Linked DNA regions of Rattus norvegicus: region 2 is linked to region 1. A link is a contact called in public Hi-C data. All regions are on one chromosome and are shown on one strand. Each heading gives the region's core, a stretch centred on a gene start, on an enhancer-like site or on the middle of the called end of the contact. The rest is flanking DNA. Distances are from core to core; before and after follow the strand shown.

What was found. A called contact is a pair of places that touch in the nucleus more often than the background predicts.
Region 2: a contact with region 1 is called in a Hi-C map of liver, with 4 times the contacts expected there. The contact joins the promoter of Nek1 here to the promoter of Cbr4 in region 1. A contact is called at or near these places in 4 of 12 Hi-C or Micro-C datasets (the A7r5 cell line, the Rat2 cell line, frontal cortex and 1 more).

The regions. Positions count from the first base shown.
Region 1 is chr16:33,653,203-33,657,959 of GRCr8, forward strand. Cbr4 (carbonyl reductase 4) reads right to left here and starts at 3,370. Exons shown (of 5, transcript NM_182672.2): 1 at 3,125-3,370; 2 at 1,020-1,140. The coding sequence starts at 3,266.
Region 2 is chr16:34,125,363-34,130,357 of GRCr8, forward strand. It overlaps Nek1 (NIMA-related kinase 1), which reads right to left and starts at 3,214. Exons shown (of 33, transcript NM_001106082.3): 1 at 3,137-3,214.

The DNA.
Region 1 (4,757 bases), core at 2,120-4,619:
AGTGGCTAAACACAGTAGCAAGCAACCAAATGGTTTCCTGCTAGCTCTGCCTTGTTTAACGAGACTGTAAACCTATTTTCTCCTAAACTCATCTTTAAAAGAATAACAACTCCCCTCATCCTATTATGATTACATTTATTATCCTATATACATCAGTATTAAGCTTGTTATGATCAATGGAACTCAGAACACTGCTCTCCTCTGAGAAGAGCCTAAGGGAGTCTCTGGCATGCTAGGTGATATTCAGTGAGGGTCTGTTAGGACCGAGCCAACTGGACATTTAGCTCAACATAAAAGAACTAGGCTAAAGAACTGGCTCATTGATTAAGAGCACACACTGATCTCATAGAGGGTGAAAGTTCAGTTCCAAGCATCCATATCAAGTAGCTCACAGGCGCCTGTATCACCATCTCTAGGGGATTTGATGCCCTCTTTAGCTTCTGGGGGATACATGTATCTGCATATACTAACATGAAGATACACACACACACACACACACACACACACACACATCATTTAAATAAAAGAATGTATAGATTGACGATTTTTGAAATAAGTCTTTCCAGTTAGAAATAAAATAGCCTAATATATTGTATCATACTAATTGTGGTGTTCTGGATGAAAATGGTCTCCATAGCTCATATATTTGAATTCTTGGCCCCAGTTTAGGACCAAGCTTGGGAAAGAGTAGGGAGAATGGCTTGTTGGAGGAGGTATGTCACTGGGAGTGGGCTCTGAGGTTTCAAAGACTGGCTCTATTTCCCCTGTGCCCTACCCCTGCCTCCCAGACGCAGTTCTCAGTACAAGTTCCTGGCTGTTGCTACTAGGGTGGCTTTACTCCACCAACATGGCTTTAACACTCTGAAACCATAACCTCAATTGGACACTTTGTTTTATATATAGCCTTTGGTTGTGACATTTTGTAATAGCAATGGAAAAAAAGACACTAAGCCATGAACATATTAAGAAAAGAATCTTTTAAAACAGGTATCAGAAATTCACCCCAATCTTTGACCAACCTGTTAATACCAGCTGCATTTACCAAGAAATTTACTGGACCTAAATGTTTCTCCATCTCTTCAAATGTACTGTGAACATCTCCTTCTTTGGCAATGTTGCACCTAAATGCCAAGTGGATTCCTACAAAACAAAGTTAGGTCGGAATTACCTAGAAATCTTAACTTGACTTTCAATTTACTGGCTTTATCATTAGACTCTTAAGGTAAGCCACGAGCCTAGAGACAAAAGGATATCCTGGATTCCTGTTCTCATGGAGACCAATGAGAGAGACAGAGTGGATGGAAGTGAAGGAGAAATAATGAGGGTTTGTTTCTTCCTTCTCTTTGTGTGTGTGTGTGTGTGTGTGTGTGTGTGTGTGTGTGTGTGTGTGTGTGTGTGTGTTTGGTTTTATTGTTGTTTGGTTTTGATTTTTCTACTCTGAGACAAAGTTTTTACTGTGTTGCCTGGACTGACTTCAAAACTCAGGCTCCTCTTGCCTCAGCCTGCCAAATGCTGGGATACAGTGGGTACATAAAATAAAACATTACCGAGACCTACCTTGAGCTTTAGGGTTTTTCTGAGTGGGAGATTGAGACACAAGGACTATGAGTACCCTGCTATCCACAATGCTGGCACTTGCTAGACTCAAGCAATCCTGGGTGAGACCTCCACCCTTAAGAAGAAATAAGCTTGGAAAGTTTAAAAATAAAAGTAGTCTGGGCCAGTAAGATGGCGCATTGGTTAAGGGCACTTTCCACTAAGCCTGACATCTGGGTTGAACCTTGGAGACTCATATGGAAGGAAAGAACAAACTGTTCTGACTTCCATGTGTACACAATGGCATATAGGTACCCGTCCAACCAAAAAATAAGTGACTTTTAAAATGGTAATAAAATCTGGGCATGATAACTAATGTATACCTGCAGTCTCGGCATTCAGACAGGAGATTACTACTGTAAGCTTGTGGTCAGTGTAGGCAGAGAGGTGGCTCAGTAGAACTCCCTGATCCCTATCACCATACGCAGGAAATTAGACTTCAAAGGAAAAGTACTGTGTATTTAATAAGCTACCATGTTACCACACATGCTCCTCAATTTATGATAGGGATACACCAAGATGAACCAACTACATGTTGGAGAGTGGAAGAACAGGTGACTAACTAGTCCACAGGGCAAGGTGGACTATCAGTTGTCTGGCAAACTGGAAGCAGTGCTGACTAGGTGCTGAGGCTTTGCACCAGCATGAACAGATGTGCTCCCCTGTGTTCCCGATGCTGAGGAGGCACAGACCAGATCTTGACCTAAGGGAAGCCTAAACTGCATAGTAAGACCCCCTGTACCCGGGAAAACTGGATACTACACTGCAGGTTCAAAGGGTACTCTGTCCTAAAGATGTCACTGTTGCACCACAGTAAGGTCATCTCAGCAACATGGAGATTGAGACACCAGAATCACAAGTTCAAAGCCAGTGTGAGTTACATATCAAGGCTATTTTCATATAAGTAAAGAAATACAGCAGGCACCAGACACACTTAGACCTATAATAGGCCCAATGCTTTCCTGATAGTGATGTGTATTTTTCTCCATTCTTCCATGTTGCCTTCTCCAACTGAGACTTAAACTTGCAATTCAATGACTAATATCCGTTGATAACCAGTGGGGAGGGGGCACCTGGAATTGAAATACAATAAAAGGGTCTGGGAAAACAAATTAGTAACTTATTAAAGTCATTAATGAGCTTGGGAAAGCCACCCTGACCTATCAAGAGCTTCTCTTTGAAATACTGTCGTGTGCCTTCACAAAGGGCAAGAGCTCTCAGCAAAATGCAACCTAGCCATTTGTACCTGACGTCTCTCCTTTCAGTATAATCGCATTATTCACTCTCTCCTACCAGAGGCCTGAGCAAAGCGTCTCTCAATATCAGCTCTGGCCTCGAGGAAGACAGCTATTTGTTAGGGGTCCTCAGAGTCTGCCTGGAGTAGGCGAGAGCCGCAGTGAGGGCTTGGTCATGGGGCACGAAAGATCTGGGGCGCAGACTGGAATACACGGACAGTAGCCCGGGGCCCATGGACTGGAGTTCAAGCACTTAAACTTGGCCTCGCAGCGGGGACCCTTCCGGTACCTACCGCCGAGCTCGCTCGCAGTGGCTTTGGCCACTTCCAAGTTTCTGGCGACGATCGCCAGGCGGTAACCCTTCTGGGCCATTAGCTGGGCTACAGCCTTGCCGATGCCCCGGGAGCCTCCAAAAACCGCACAGACTTTGTCCATCTTGGACCTCGGACCGGCAAGATGGATCCCTAAGACACAGAACTTATAATAAAGGCACAACAACTGGAAAAACAATTCAACAAGCTCTTTGGACAACCGACCCGGGCCACAGAACAAGGCGCAAGAATTAGACGTCGGTGTACATGGACTCTTGTAAGGTTGCATTGCATGCTGGGACTTGTAGTCCTTGCTCGCTTGAGCCTGTGAGCATTTCAGTAACTGTAGCTGACTGCCTATTCCTATGCCTGGTTAGTTGGCACCAAGGAACAAAGGACCAATCCTCTGTTCAGAGATAATAGGGTTGCTAAAATGGTGGACTTTCCAGGAAAAACCAGAGTTAGCAATCACATTATGTCCTTCTGAGTGTGGACTTGTCCTGGCTCACCCACATTTTTTACTGCAGACAAAACCTGTTCAAGTGTAAAGTGGTCTCCCAAGTTACTGTAGACATTGGCTTTGCACTGCAATATTATTATGAGGGTAGATGTCCTGTCAAAGAACACAGCCCCGTGTGCTGCCTCAGGCCTGTACACCCAGCACTCAGAAGGTCGAGGCAGAGGAATCACTGAGAGTTCAAGGCCAACCTGGTCTAGAGAATGGGATCCTGTCTCTAAGAAAGCAACAAAGAAAGAACACTGCACAGTAAATGTTTGTGCTCCTCTTTTTGAGGAAGAGACCTGCTATGTTACCCGGGCTGGCCTAGTGCTTACTATATAGCCCAGGCTGACCTCAGATTCTCAATGATTTTTCTCCCTCAGACTCCAGAGTGCTGCTGGCATGTACAGGCATGGGCCTCCACACTCTTTGACTGATCAGAATAGCCTGAAGATTAAAGAGCAAGCTTAGATCGTTATTGCCAGTACTGGGTTCCTGTACTCCAAAATAAGATGTTTTGAGTGCTTTAAAACCAAAAAAAGGTTAGCTGGATGCGGTGGTGCACACCTTTAATCCCAGCACTAGGGAGGCAGAAGTATGCCATTTTCTTGAGTTGAAGGCCAAAGTCTAGGTCTAGAGAGAGTTCCAGAACAGCCAGGGCTACACAGAGAACTCTGTCTCAACAGTCCCTCCCCTCCCTCCACCAAAGGCATCATTAGTTACCATTCTAGTGTAAAGAGAGCATTTCTTGACAGAATATTTAGTGTATTAAATAAAGAAAATATAGACCATGCCCCCTGGGGGGGCAGGGGAGATTCTGGGACAACCGGACTAATTCACATAAAACATTAGTGGGCTAAATTGTTAAGTAAAGTACACCAGAAATCAAAAAGGCCAGCGAGGACTGAAGGCGTGGAAATCTGGCAAAGCTGGGTCTAAGAATTGATTTGTAAATGGGAGGAAGGGAGCTACCATGGAAGTTGAGCATTAATTTTAAAGTTTTTATTTTTCTTCTGCCTAAATCTGAAAAGGCTTTAAAATGGCTGAAAAATAAATACATGAGTTGTTTTCCAAGTGTTCTGTTTAATTGTGTTCTTATTTAGATGAGGTCTTGTC
Region 2 (4,995 bases), core at 1,964-4,463, 470 kb after region 1:
CTGTAGTAAAATTAGTAATTAGTGCTTATGAAATTTCATGACAAAGAATGTTTAAAAAACATTATAACCAGATCCCATTTCTATATCGAGAATGATGTTAGCAACCTTACGAGAAAGAGGAATTATCATAAAGCTTCAGCCATCAACAGTGAGGCAGAGGAGAAAATATGGTCTACATTGAATCAACCAGCAGAGTGTAATGGCTATCTGGAAACCGGCCAAAATTTAATGTTATCTCCAGAACATGGAAGCTTAATGTATCATATTACTGAGCTACTTAGAGAGCAAATCATGATAAACTCATCTTAAAGACTCAACTCCATAAAGAAAATCACATTAAATGATAACTATTTAACTACATAATGAGGTTATTTCACAATTGTCATTGTTTTGGGATTTTTTTGGCAAGAGAGGAAAAAACAAAATTTGTCAGTTTGGCTCTTCATCCAAATGTAATTGCCAGTTCTGTACTAGGGACTATACCGACAAGGCGGAAGCTATTAGTGCCTAGTATTTCATTCTACTGCCATCCACACACTAGGCTCTGGGGCTCTAATTCAATAAAGCCAAATCTACTGTCCTAGGTAAGAAAAAAGATGAAGAAAGATAATTCTAATTAAGCAATTGATAATTATCATTATCAAATAATGAGTTTTAAAACACACGACAAGCTCTCCTTTTCCGCAGTCAATCCTCTCTTATCACAAGGAAAACATGAGCTACCAACTTCATACTTGTAGGACTTTATAAGTAAATTGTTATACTAGAAAACTACTTCAAATGAAATAAAATAAAAGATACCTCCTGCATCAGCTGGCTTTTTTATATAACCCAAGGCCTCCTGCCTAAGGATGACATCACTCACAGAAGTCTGAGCTCTCTCTTGAACCAATCAGTAATCAAACTGCTCACAGACATTCCCAGGACAGCCTGATGCAGGCAGTCTCTCAACTGGAAAACCCATTTCTAAGATAAATCTAGACTTGTATTAAGTTAGCAACTAACAAACACTCTATTTGGTGTCAAAAGGAAAACATGTATATATTCATAGCTACATTTATTTATGTACATATCTATTTACGCACAAACCCACAAGTATATAATACCTCGATAAGGACACAAACTAGTAATATGGCTTCCAAAGAAGGGAGATGAAGAGTTGAGAAGTCTTCAGTCTTTTGTATTAGAGTTGAGTCAAAACAAAAGTAAATGGTAATCAGCCATACTGATTATATATTGATTGTATACTGGTATAAGAATACAGAGCAATTTCTCCTATTTAAATTAAAAAAAAAAACTAGTTTATGTGGAGAGAGACTGCACACACACACGTGTGTGTGTGTGTGTGTGTGTGTGTGTGTGTGTGTGTACACTAAGAAGACTTGTGGGCATTTGTTTTTTTTTCTTCCACTATGTAAGTAGGTCAAGGGGACCGAACTAAGGTCATCAGGCATCAGGCTTGGTGGCAAGTGCCTTTATCTGTTGGTCCATCTTGTTGGCCCTACTTAAATATTGAACAGGATGGGGTATAGGTTGGAGGCAGAAGCATCTGCCTACTATGCACCAGTCCCGTGGGTTAATCTCTAGTACTGGGAAAAATAACATACTTGAACGATTTCTCATTTCCAAACATTTCACCTTAACATTTAAATTTGTGTTACAATATCTTGCTTCTTTTTAAGTATATCAATTATGCTCTAGAAAAAAATATTCCTCAACTCTAGTCAAATTAGATAGGTTCCTTTATATTTTTGTAAGAACTGTTTCAAATAAGTAATGTTTGATACAATATTATGAACCACATATTAAAATTTTCATAGTATAGGAATTTAAAACTGCATCTCCATCGGTCAAGAAAACACACAATGACAGACATTAAGCACTGGCTGTTTCAGATATTTGATGGACACGCTATTTATTCCAAAGGTAAACATTAGGAATAGGTGACAACAGATGCCAAGAAGTTGTCTGGTACTGTCTGCAGACAAAAATCTACAGACATGGTTCTTCCAAATCAATAGAGACAGCCTGAGTTGTAGAAAGGGGTCAATGTGCTTTCTCAGGAAGGAAAATTCTCTATCTTTTCATTATGAGGAAACATTAGAAAACAAAATAGAGAATTGCTAATAGTTTTTAAGTGTGTTTTCTTCTTAGTAAATATATTCAGACAACACCCAAGGAGTTTATAGGAGAAATAAGCAACAAGCAAAGAGACATTTTCTATGTGCGAAAGCTATCATGTCCACGATTTAGACAAGAAAGCAGACTAGGAGTGTAAAACCTACTTGGACTACAGTGCCAATGGATTAGTAACACGACCTCAAAAGAACTGTGGTTAAGTTTCACAGCCTTTATCAGATTTCTAACAGACTTCTTTTAATGTGTAAAAACCAGTTTTGCCACAAAATCAGTTACTCAGGTTTCAACAGAACAAGAGGCAATTTTAAATGTAGACCTCTAGATCCTAGAATCTAGAAACAAGGAACTACTTTTTCTGTCTGGCTGCTACCCATCATCCCTACTTACTACAGCATAAACAAAGCCCATCATTAAAGCTTAGAGCTTTTAAGCCTTCACAAACATTTCCGATGTGATTTATGTAGGCAATAATATTTCTCCTTCTATGGAGTTCATACAGGAAAGAATAAAAAAATGGGTGGGGTATATAACTCAGTGGCAGATCACCTACCTAGCAAAACTGAGGTCCTGTAATCCAATCCCCAGAACCCCTTCCCAAAGGGAAGAAACTATAAACTATTAATAAAACTTTTAATACTTTGCACACGGGAATTCTGTCAAACCATGGAAAGAGAAGCGATACATTAGGTTTTAGGGTAATCAGCTAACTGCTTTTTTTTTCTCATTAAATATACAGTTAAGATCTAATCTATTTAAATGAACATCACCTACTTAGATTAGCTTATCTATTAAGAGTGCGTTATCCTTTTAGGTTACCAAAGAATTGCTTTGAGCCAAACACAGGTCCTCCCAGTTAACAATTTAAGGAGAGAAAGGTGCTTTAAGTGCAAACACTTAAGGCGAGTATTCAATCATTCTACTTAAGATCTATACAGGTCTCCTCACTCCCGGTGAATTCACCGTTCTGCTTGTCACTACTTCCCCACGTGCAACTCACCTCAATGACACGGGACCTGAATCAGAACAACAGTGACGACCATAAGCACCAGTCTAAATGCGGCAGGGTCTTCCTATAGGACTTAAGGCAGAGGCACCACGGTGCATTTTGAAAATGACATGCTGTAAGAGAAAGCCAAGTCTACCCAGCAGCCCAGACTGCGACTCCTACACCTGACACTGGTCTCTAGCTGACGCGTCAGGCTTGGTCACCGTCGGGTCAGGCACAGTGCTCTGGGACCGGCCCTGGCTACGCGGACGAAACAAACACAGCGGTTCCTGACCCCTTGGAAACGGCGGCTGCACAGGGTGAGTTCCTGGGTACCGCCCCCAACTTCACAGGTCGAGGTGGCTTGGACCGGCGCGGACCCGCAGCGTGTGGGACTGGAAGGCTACCTTCCGCCCAAGTCCTTCCGCCTCGCCACAGTGACTATGGTGCGGAGAACTGCACAGGCTCAAGGTAAGGACACCGCACGTTGCCGCCCTGAAACCATAGCGGTACAGCTGAGGAAAGGGGAACGGCCCGCGCGTCACTGTCGCTGGCGTGTGACGTCAGCGCGCAAGAGTCAACTTGTAGCTGTGCTGCAGGGGAGGAGCCAGGAAGCGTGGTGGGCGGGGCCAGGCAAGCCTACCCGCGGTAGATGCAAGGGCCGGGCGGGACTAGCGGGGCGGGCTTCTGGGAAAGGCGGGGTTACGGACTAGGAAAGCGAATGGGGCCGGGCCAACAGCAAGCAGCTGAGCTGGCGGGGAGCGTGGAGGACCAGAGGCGGGCCTAGAGGAGAAAGAAGGCGAGGAAGAAAAGGGTGGATAGGTGCAAGCTAGAAAGGGCGGAATGGGGGCTAGGCGGAATCGGGGCTAGGCGCAGTAAGCCGGGGAGGCGTAAGGCAAAATCGGGGAGGGACTAAGGGAGTGGGGCAGGGCATCGGTAAAGGGTGGGGCCATCTGAGAGTGTTTCAGCCAAAGCTGCTAGGCAGTCGGGAGACTAGAGGGGGTGACTGAACAAGTGCATAGGTGCAAGCACGGAGGACTCGAGGCGGGGCTGGTGGAGACGGGAGGAACTCCAGGGGTTAAACACTCCAAGTACCACGAGGAGAGCTTGCGTTACTGAAGGAGGGTGTGAGAGAGGGGTGTTAGTAGAAAAATGTAAAAGAATTAGGCTGAGTGAAGGCGGGAAATTCGCTCGGGAATAGGATTCAGACTGAAGAAAGCATATTAATTTTCCCACGCGGTACACAGATAAGGTATTTTTAATTTGAGTGCTCATTACTTAACTGAGGATGCCAAATATTTACAAGTAGTTTTTGTTTAAATGCAAAGCCTTTTAAAAAGTTATTTTGAGGGACTGGAGAAACAGCTGTTAAGACAGAGGATCAGGGATTGAGTCCCAGAACCCTGGTCTGGTTAGCTCACAATAAACCTCTGGCTTCTGCAAGCACTGGCACAGTGCTTTGTGCAATAAAACGAAGCAGTTTTATCTTTAATTTTTAAAATACAAAGTTACAGGGCTGGAGAGATGGCTCGGTGGTTAAGAGTACTGACCAGAGGTCCAAGTCCCAACAACCACAAGGTGGCTCACAACCATCCGTAATGGGATCTGGCGTCCTCTTCTGGTGTATCTGAAGACAGCTACAGTGTACTTATATAGAATAAATACATAAGTCTTTTTTTAAAAGGGGGAGGGAGGGAACTGGAGAGATGGCCCAGCGGTTCAGAGCACTGACTGCTCTTCCAGAGATCCTGAGTTCAATTCCCAGCAACCTCATGGTGGCTCACAACCATCTGTAATGAGATCCGATGCCCTCTTCTGGTGTGGCAGCGACAGTGTACTTATATATAATAAATGAATAAATCTTAAAGAAA